2 separate regions of the Hermetia illucens genome follow, and region 2 is linked to region 1. Evidence: chromatin contacts called from public Hi-C data. All regions are on one chromosome and are shown on one strand. The core of a region is the stretch at or near the end of the contact, and the rest is flanking DNA. Distances in the headings are between cores, read along the strand shown. Region 1 holds the start of LOC119654442 (26S proteasome non-ATPase regulatory subunit 11). Region 2 holds the start of LOC119654781 (mRNA-decapping enzyme 1A).

Region 1 (5,524 bases), core at 1,031-3,530:
GTGTCAATCCGTTTAGCCATTTCTGAGAAAAGTGCATGTGACAGAGAGACAGCCAATGAACCAATTTTGGTAAGGTTTTCTTTTACAAACAAAACGGTACGCTTGCGTGACCCGGCTGTCATTCCGCTGTGGCAAAACTACCAAAGGGACAGCAGATATTTTTAACACGACGTGGGAGAATATTGATGAGCTGTCATGAAAAGTAAACTTTTCCTTGGCACAAGTTGTTGCCCACGTCCCGAAGGGGCGTTAAAAGATTTGGCTAGCATCCAAAACTTTTAAATGAATCGACGAGCGTAGAGAACTGAAGACTCCTTATCTTCGCCGCGAATTGGGGCGAAAGTGTGTGCTTGAGCTTCGGTACCGCAACAAACCCCAGGAAGTGCAGAGTAACATGAGTCGTGACAAAAAACAATTTTTTTATTGCACTGATAGGGAGGCAGAAGAAGCAGCAAATAATGATTTTACCACCGTTTTCCCCCTTTTTTTTAAACCAAATTGCATGTCGATATTCCTCCTGGACTAAATGTTGATTTTCTTTGGCGCACCATTCGATGTCGTCAATATATATTGAATGTCTCAATGTACTTTTCTATCCCGTATTGAAATGGCTGTCATTCACCTCTTGGTCTCTTGATCTCCCGAGACCCTCACACTCCATCTCTACTGTTTTGCACCAAGTGCTCTTGGGACACCCATTCGTCAGCGATCTTGAAAAGAGTGACCAAGAGACATATATAACATACTTGAACTAGGTCAAAGTTCCGATGCAGTAGTTGAGATGGCGGAGCGCCAACCTATCGATTTTGTTATTCGATGCTCGAAACCCGATGTTTCACCCTGGCTTTGGGTTGTCCCGCTATAGGCTTATAGCATCGAAAGTTGAAACTGGATGGAATGTGGGATAGGCCACAAAGAAACGAACTTACCAAACGGTCTAAGAATCTAATATCGTACGAAATCTTTCCTTTCTTCCCCAATAACAAGAGAATTAAAAAAATGATTGTAAAGTAAATGAGATGCAGATAGCGAGAGTTCAGGGAGAACTTTTGAATATACCTGCACTCGTGAGTAAGGCTCGATGATTCTGCATAAATTCTGCTCCAGCATTGTGTCATACAATGTTCCTAAATGAGCTTTTACGATGACGTCTTCCTCTAGTTCTTTGTGGTATTCTTTGAGCGCTTCTTGGAAGTCAGCCAAAGATCGTTTATGTGATGCTTGTGCGATAGCCTTCATAGCATCGATATCTCTTCCGGAGTATGTTATCGCCTGCAAAGAGTACAATTCTTGGATAACATTTGCATTAATTTACTTCTTAATCACTCACCAATTTCCCGCTAACAATTTGATTTACATCCTCCGCTTGACTAAGCATCACCTTACACAGAAGCATATACTTGAGTGCTGTCAACGCTTTACTACTTTCCACGCTGTCGAAACCTTCAAATGCCTCGTAAAAATATGAAAACGCAGTCTTGAAATCTCTTTCATCGGCTGCATGCAGAATTCCAGACTGTAAATCAAGCGCTCCCTGCATTTTAGGTGGACAGTAAATAGCATTTGCAGTCGTTCGGGCTGATGTCAACGCAGCCCTGGCTTTCGGTAGATTGCTCAAGGCATGGTATGTTTTACTCTCTAGCAGTTGCACTTCTACTAGCAGATTTTTATCGTCCAACTTTTTTAATTCTTTTAGCAATTGCGAACCAAGTTGCAAGGCGTCAGAATACATCCCCGTGTCGAAATATAAAGCTACAAGCCGAGCTTCCAAAGATTGCCTTAAAAATGTGCGCTTTTCTTGTTTTGCCCATTCGATACATTCTTTGCACAGTTGCACCTCAATGCCGGTGCCAGCTTCCAAATCTAAAAATAAGTCAACTAGCGACCGAACCAACTTCGCCGCCTTTGCTTTGCTAATGAGGCTAAGAAAGGGGCGTGTTACTTTGATTAAATCAGCGAGTTCCTTAGCTTTCCCTTCTTGCTTATACAGTTCACCAAGCTGCAAAATTCCCTGCTCCTTTACTCGGATAAGTTCTTCATCGTTTTCCGCCACTTCTTGGCCTCTTACAATCTTGTTGAGAAGAGAAATCCCCTCTTCGCGATTAACTAGGGACACCGCTTGAGCTCGTTCAAATATTAGCGCGCCAGCCATTCTTCCTATCTTAACTTTCACCAGAAAATTCACTCTAAAATCTTGCCGTCGTACTCTAATCAACCTTATGTCACAAATTCGTGTTGGATTTAATGTATCACTGAACAACCGCTAGTCATTCCCGCAGGTTAGCCAATCCCTGCACACAAATCTCACTTAATGACTTCGACTGCAATTGTAGAATAGAAAAACCACAATGGAATGAATGCGTGCGTGCACAGTGAGAGACCTGTCAAAGGAAGTTCATTACACGGTCTTATATCAAGCAACATACAACAGCTGAGTGCCGTTTGGAGTTCACGCCACTCGCGAGCCTTTCAAAGCGTACCGTTTGAGGTTTGGGGCAAACCGCGAGCGTTATTCATAAACGTCAGTTCTTGCTTGCACTTCGTTCGCGATGACCAATGTTCGTCAGGAGATCATTAGCTCAAAACATTGAAACGAAATGTCAAACGTCGATACCCGAAGGACGGGATTGTTGAGGTAGTCGTAACATTAAATTACATTACATTATATGACATAAAAAGTCTCTATAGATGCGTTTCCTAAATAATTACCTCCTCAAAATTCCATTTTGACCGTTGCGCACATAACCCGTTCACTAACAAACAGAACGAGGTTCGCAGGTGCCACACGGAATACAGCTAACAAGTCCGATGCGCAATGCGACTCGGATGATTGCTCGTTGCCACTTCACGTCACAGTGTATCTAATAGGCAGTACCCACACTTAATGGACTGGAACTGTGAATGTATTGGGGAAGCTTATCCGTACACATCATTGACCTTCAACATCTATCGGTATCGACATATGGGCTATGCTGTGGGCTGGTACATGTAATGAATTGCATGCATATACCTCCGACTTAATAATTAGCACTTGCAATGCAAATAGTGCCTTCCGCAGTTTTCAAAACGAATTCATTTAAATTAATCACATTCAAAAGTAACTGCCAAAAGCAAAAAGCGCCGCCAAATTGCAAATGGCGCAATCTGTCATTACAATGAACCCTGCCGACGTAGAGCAAACTTTGCCGACCCGAAATTTCGGGTTTACATGGAAACTGTGGGCGAATAGAAGCTTGTTTCGTGCGCATCACGCATTCATCTTAAATTTGTTTCCCACTTAAGTATCAGTCAGCATATTTTAATCTGTTATATAACGGAATATGATTGATTTTGGAAGCCACCGCCTGTACATTTAAAAAAATTGAATTCCTAGTAGTATGCGTCCCGTTGAGAGCTTTATGAAACGATTGAGATTATGTATTCGCGCTAACGATGGCCAATGTGAATATATTACCACTCCGGCAATATATTTGCAACCTCACACGGTTTACTTTTGAGTAGTATCGATCGATCATTCTTTCACCGAAAAACTGTTTCATGTCCGCTATAGGTATTACACGCTGCAAGTGTCAATATTTTTTAAAGTATATGGCGCACTGAACTGTAATTCATGAAAATAATCGGCCTGTGCTGGTTATGTTGTTGGCTCTGACAATTGATAGTGTTTTGTTTTCATCAGTATCGGTCATATTAGAGGAGGTTGTGGTGGTCCAATTTCGAGACGAGGTTGTGCGTATGGTATTCTTGTCGGAACCTCGAAACTTTATGAATATTTGGTCAACCTGGGCGGTAATCATAGTTTAGTAGCGACATGAATCGACGAGAGGTGAGTTGTCTAAAAAAATATCGGGTCGTAGAGTTTATATCGCTCAAACTGTTAGTGTAGATGCTAAACATCGAAAATGCTATAGCTCTACATGTTAGATTTTATTTGTTGTTCATAGACAGAAATCACACTAACTCAGCTTTCCACAGTCTTCCAGATCAAGGAGTATTAGCAGGAGCCGATCGCCATCATCAGTTAAACTTAGGAGATCTTTGGATAGAAAAAGGTAATTATCGTTAGTGATTTGGTTCTAAATGAAAAAAAATTATGGGTGAATTTCTGGCGCTGATTTTTACATATATGCACTTTCAAATAATGTGGATTCATACGTCAGTTAAGACGTGAAAAATAAATTTGACTTGGCAGGGAACAACTGCAAATGTACCAAAACATCAAGAATGATGTGAACCTCTTTACAATCTGCCGAAGTGTGTTTTTGTTCTCGCACGATTGTGGGACCGGAGTGCGATTTCGCACACCTGAACGCCATCCTATTGATCAATTATTATATTTGGAACAGTTTACACACTTGGTGCCCTCATCATAACAAGTATTCTTATCAGTAGCTCATTACAATCACGACATCCAAGCTAAGACTGGATAATGTAATCCAAGACGAGGCAGACTCTGCCTGAGGTGAAACGAAAGTGTAAGCCAGGACGCCAGGCAGCTTTTGGGAATATCGAATTGGTTAATCTCGGCGCAAAACCGGGCTATCTGCAGTTCCTATTAAAGAAGGCATAGACCGGATACCCGGTGTTGCGCCGTTGTTGATGAATATAATCCACCACCTCAAAACATCACTAGGAGCGCCCTGATTGTTTTGTAGTCGATATCCATGTTGAAGCCGAGTAAAAGTATCCCTCAGAAGTTCAAACATTGATAATATATGGTCTTATATGCCAACGTAAGACGCTCTTACTGGAGGAAAGGAAAAATTACTGGTATGTGCGGAATTGGAGAAAATTGCGCTTAAATGGAGGTAGATAGGTAAAAACAATTTTTACACTGACTAAATCACTCAAATTTTTCTAAGACCCGCTTTGCTATCCTGATACTCTGTAAGCTAAGATGGTAGCCCCGTAGCAAAGTGGGTTAACAGCCTCATTTAACTTTCTCGGTTAGCAGATAACCCACTGTACATTCTCATTTTAGCTAATTTAGAAAAAAGTAAATGGCTGAAGCGCAGAAATCAAATGAATGAAAGTAATGTCGTTGAAAGAATTTTCCTTCGAGTGTTTTAGGTCATTTTGTCGCTCTGACTATAGTCGTTGGTTTCTTCTTTAAAATAGAGATCTAGACCCATCTGCTTTCTGTCGATCAAGCTTTCGAGGCTTTTCATGATGTGTTCCGGCATTATTTCAACTACAGTAGCCGCTTGAAAATTAGGAATCGCGGAAATGAGAAAAGTTTGAAAATTAGAACATTTGCATGTGCCACTTTGAAATTAGAATAAATGATTTTAATTTCTGAGCTTACAAATTCGTTTTCTGCTTCGGATTATTTTCTTATATTTTATTTCCCTTTAGGCAATTTCCTTCACAAAAGGGAGGGGAGAGAGATGTGCTTCCAAGATTTCGTATAAGCCGACTTAAGATCGAAATTCCGCCTTGTCCATTGCTGCTTTGATTTGTTCGGAAATGTTTGTCTTTGAGTCGAGGTTCAATTCACGATGGTTTTACTTTCGGGCATTCATGA
Region 2 (5,216 bases), core at 2,162-4,661, 270 kb after region 1:
GTCATCCATACTGTACATTGTTAATATTCCATTGACTACTAGCCTCACTTATGAATCCTTGTTAATTAAAGCAGTTAAGAAAAACCATGTAATCAATGATATTAAATTTAGTGGAATTTTGAGAAATAATGAAAAATATTTGGCGTAATTGGTAATTGTAAAAACATAAATTATTTAACCATTTGTAAATCCGACGAAATCACGGATATCTCAAGTACATTCTGTATACCGAACTTGATGAGGAGCTCCGCAGCCATATGCAATATAACCAATAACGTGCACATACCAACCATTGAAGAAATCGCATTCGGTACCATACTATTGAACCAATTCGCCGGAACTATCGAAGCAGATGGAGTAGTCCACAAGCTGAACGGTACCTAACTAATAAAGATTCATAATACCAACCTAACGGTTAATGGGAGGACCACAGTTAGATACTAGACAGCTACCTCACTCCCCCTTGCCCCTCAAGGGGGAAATCAGTGCGAGTACACACGATTTCAAATTGTTTTGCCCTTGAGCATGAGCGAGATGTACCGAAAACCCGATCAGCTGTGTTTGACATACCGCCCGGACTTGTCAATGTATTGGTGAGATTGGCAAGTTTTTGCTTATGGATAAGTGAATACGTGAAACAACTATTTGCTATATGGGTGAGCACGCCGTAGTACCAGAATAGCAAAAGCTCACCGATCTCTCTCTTACCAATACGATTTGACGAAGATTATGCCTTTTCCTTGTTTAGCGTCTCTGATGTGTACAGATAAGCTTCTGCAAGCATATTTGCAAGTGGGGTTATTTTTGTAAGGGTACTGCCTATAGTAGATCTACTGTGGGGAGGACCTTTATCAACGGCGAATCTACAATGATAAATGTACTACCCGCCATACTACAGCCATCTCCGAAAGTCAAGGCCTATCAGGAAATATTCTCGCTAGAGATGATGAAAGATCTCCATATAAACAACACCAGCGAGATTCAGTTGATGCGAACCGAAACAAGCACGCATCAAATGGCGACCTACGGAATACTTACCATAATCGAATGTTGCCTTACAGTCTCTATCAGTTGCAGGGTGTGTCCCAAATTCAAGACCAAGCCCACCGTTACAACAATTGAGATGAAGCAAACATCGGAATCTTCACCACCTCCGGCGCCTATCCCTACAACAGTTGAAAGGAAACAATCACCGCAATTACCACCACCACCTCCGGCAGCAAAGGAAACATCCTCAATACCAGATCGACGACCAGAAATAAAAAATGTCAGGTTCAACAACATCTAATTTTTTTAGCGATCGAGGACTATCCGCATTTAAATGTGGGCGAGTTAGCACTTGCACGTGCATTCAATACCTGCATGCGCACACAATATTTGCTGACGCCATGGCTGCGCCAATTTTCAGTCATCGATTCAGCATTGCAATTTCTCGAGACTTCAACAAAATTGCTGCGGCATCAACTATCAACATAGGCGTTAAGGAATATTGTCATTAGGATTTAGTTCAGTTCTTGTATAGACTCAAAATAATCAACGTCAGGCTTAGCCCTGAAATTATTTTTTTAAAAAACACAAACGGTGTTTGAATTTATTAACTTGTATAGTAGAGAGCTATTGCAACGCACGCAATTCAGAATTCTGCGAACAATCCCAGGGGCGCCTTGATTCGTGAAAAATAACCAGCTTCACAGAGATCTTCAGATACCCACAGTCTTGCATAAGATTGCAGCCTATACCAGCAAACACATGTACAAGCTGACAACTGATCCCGATAATTTCGCAAAGGATCTGCTGCGAAAGTAAAAGAAATTGACGGCTCAAGATGCTTCAAATATTTGAAAGATGGATCCAATAATGTCAATATGTGGTGAAAGCATAACGTTCTACTAGCCGCTAATAATCATACATACCCCGATCATTGGAAAGAGTTATGTACCCTTGGTTTTAAGATTTGATTACTTAATGTGAGTTTTTTTTGTAAATGAAAGATTCATTAATGAAAGAAAATAGTTAAAAATGGAAAAAAATACCAAAAAGATTTTTTGTTTTTTAATAATTCAAAAAATAAAGACGATAGTGGAAACTGCTTCCTTAATCATTTACCGAGAGAAAGGTCACACTTTTGTACTTTAGGATTTTTTCACTATATTTTTTATTTTTGAGATATTCGAAACAAAATGATTTTAGTTTTAAATATAAAAAAATTGGAGAAAACAATTTTTTTCCGAAACCATGCACTTTAAATTCACCAAACTTTCAGAATTTTTTGCGTGGGCTCAAATACAGTAGGTTCTCATTCGTCTTACTTTTAATTTATATGAAAAAATAAGTTTTGACTTTATTGATTTTTACATAAAAAATCAGATAATTGCATTATTTTGATCCTAGCTCCTTTATTATTTATCCCACCGATTTCCACTAACTAAATTAATCTAAAAATTTCCACTATATCAGCATAGCGTTGACCAACGCGATCCTGAAAGTATTAATTTTTTTAGCCATTGCGATTTGACGAGCTATAGCTCAATCCATATTGCACGTACAGAAAAATGAAAAGATTCATATTCTTTGCTATTCAATTTGGTTTGTTTCCGCTTCATATCATTTCTACATAAAATAAATGACTCCGGAGTTTTTTGCGAAAAACCGTCTAAGCCATACATATTTTCGAAGAAGGAAGGGACATGTCTGAACATAAATAATCCGAAAACTAGTATGTACTTGCACGAACAATTTTGATAAGACTTTGCTTAGGATTGACCATTTCATCGATTTCTGCGGTTATTTAAAAAAAAATTCCACCGCGAAGGAGAGTGCCACACCGCTCCAAGGGGAAGCGCAAATCGGCACTAGTATAACTTTTCTGTCTTATGCGACCTACGACAATTTTTTAATTATTTTGTTTTTAAGAATGCGATGACCGGAAATGGGGTCATTACAACTTTAACGACTTAACTAACAGGACAGGCAATTGTGACATTTCTTTTTAGCTACTGACGTGTTTCAGTCGCAGTTCCAAATGATACGGGTCTAAGCGTTTAACTGTCATGGCAAGTTCAAAATGCCTTTAGCGAACTCGATTAATTGTTACAATACCTTCTATGATTTCGTCTCTTCCACTACTACATAGCGGCAAATTTTCATTCAACATTTCTCCCCTGATAAAAGAAGTGTCAAATTGACCTTCCGACCACGAAGAGATGGACCGTGGCGAGCTGAGTGCAGTCAAAAAAAGTGACGTTGCAAAATCGCGGCTACGTCCTAGCACGTTAAAGAATGCTCCCGAGCTCCTATTGTCACGCAACGATGGTGGGAATAATGTGGTAATTAACGGTTGGCGGAATACCATCTGCCTGGCTATTAGCCTATATTCTCGGAATTTGGCAGAGAAAAGTCAATGACACCAAAAAAGAGCAGGAGGATTTAGTAGGCGGGTTGCTTAATTCAGTCATTAAAGTCGACTTGTCATAGATGTCATTCAGATTGTCAATTGCCGCTTACTTCAAGTGAAATTGGAACAATCAAAGAGACAGGTGAAGGGTCGTAGTGTTGGAGTGTCAAAGATGGCTGATCAGATTGAACTGCGTATGAATTTGGCAGCAATTAAACGAGTTGATCCGTACGCCAAAGACATCGTGGATTCTTCCGCACACGTTGCATTCTACACATTCAATTCTGAAGAAAGCGAATGGGAAAAAACGGATGTAGAGGGTGCTTTCTTCATTTACAGCCGGAACGCTGAACCTATCCACAGTATTTTTATAAACAACAGACTCAATACGAATTCTTTTGTTGAGCCGATAACAGGACAACTTGAGCTGCAGTCACAGCCTCCGTTCCTCCTCTATCGCAACGAAAGGTCACGTATTCGAGGTTTTTGGTTCTATAACAGTTCAGAGTGTGACCGCATCGGAGAGTTGGTAGGACGTCTAATCAAAGAGTGTGAGGTAAAAAGCAGTGTGAATAAGACGCAAGAAATGATGCGGCCGGCAACAAACAATGTCGACATTTTTACTATGCTGAGTAAAGCCCAGGAAGACTTTAATAATGCAAAAGGCCAGTCGAATAGTACGAAGAGCGAAAGTCGGCCGCAACCAGATGTTACATCGCAAAGTGTGATGAATTTTTTCGCAGCTGCAAAGCCGGCAGCCGCATCTGAAGTTCCTTTGTTCCAAAGGCTGTTATCAAATCCAGTGAGTGTTGATCAAATCGAGAAACAACAAAGAGCAACGACGCCACAAGATGAAGTTCTAGTGCCACCTTTTCAAGCGGTAAGCCACATAACCCCCGATAACTATCCTCAAATAAATGTTGCACCTTTTTAGAATCAAGAATTGGTTGTATCGCCTTTGGCGAAATTCATGGGATCGTCAAATGTGAGTGCAACAAGCTGTCGCAACCCTGCTCCACTTACGAGTACGCAAGGCGCTTCAGAGGTAGAATCGAATTCGCAGCAAAAGCCCATTCAACAACTTCTCCGGCGTGAAAATTCTTTGCCAATCCAATCACCGTCATCTTCGTCGAAGCCAGCGCTAATGCCTCCCACCATGTTCCTATCGACATCGTCGGGCAAAGCCCCGGCAAGCATTGATGGTATCAGTCAGAATCCTACAATATTGGCGGCGAACATTACGCAGGCATTGAACCAAATGGACCTTTCCGGACCAGAAGCGGTGGGCTTCGCGAAGCCTGAACCCCTGACTCAGACGCAATTGCTGCAGGCAATGCTGTATTTAATAAAAAATGATCCAGATTTCATAAAAAAATTGCACGAAGCCTATCTCAAATCATTTACTGACATGGTGTCGTCGTAATTGTGCAGATATTCCCATTTGCTTGGAATGGTATTACGCTTGGAAGCAACTTCCCTAGTTGTTAAATATTTTTAAGTATTCGTAAACACACTAGGAACTTCGAATTCGACGAGAACTTTTAATCAGATTATTTTGCTTAAGGCCGATGGAGGAAACACGGTATGCGCTTGCATAAAATCTTAGGATTCTCAAGAAATTGGTTGGCCATTTAAACAGTTACAGTAGATTTTATTGAAAATTTCTCAAGCCCAAGTATTTGCTGCGGTTTGAACTTTTCAGATCCCGCCTTTGAACAAAGAAACTATGCCTTCAGCCGAAAATGAAGTTGTGAGCGTGTAGTGGCATTGCGTCTTTTAATCAAGTACCATAATTTTATGTCCTTAGCAGGCACCAGTCTTT

What was found. A called contact is a pair of places that touch in the nucleus more often than the background predicts.
Region 2: a Hi-C map of whole body shows a contact between it and region 1, with 2.7 times the contacts expected there. The contact joins the promoter of LOC119654781 here to the promoter of LOC119654442 in region 1. A contact is called at or near these places in 2 of 2 Hi-C or Micro-C datasets (an unstated tissue and whole body).

Annotation. Positions count from the first base shown.
Region 1 is chr4:69,886,763-69,892,286 of iHerIll2.2.curated.20191125, forward strand. LOC119654442 (26S proteasome non-ATPase regulatory subunit 11) reads right to left here and starts at 2,281. Exons shown (of 3, transcript XM_038059842.1): 1 at 1,331-2,281; 2 at 1,060-1,272. The coding sequence starts at 2,152. LOC119655802 (transformer-2 protein homolog beta) reads left to right here and starts at 3,643. Exons shown (of 9, transcript XM_038061899.1): 1 at 3,643-3,826; 2 at 3,976-4,052. The coding sequence starts at 3,812.
Region 2 is chr4:70,151,103-70,156,318 of iHerIll2.2.curated.20191125, forward strand. It overlaps LOC119654781 (mRNA-decapping enzyme 1A), which reads left to right and starts at 3,412. Exons shown (of 2, transcript XM_038060325.1): 1 at 3,412-4,274; 2 at 4,329-5,216. The coding sequence starts at 3,567. The coding sequence ends at 4,817. It overlaps LOC119654782 (a long non-coding RNA gene), which reads right to left and starts at 2,679. Exons shown (of 2, transcript XR_005249847.1): 1 at 2,547-2,679; 2 at 2,040-2,479.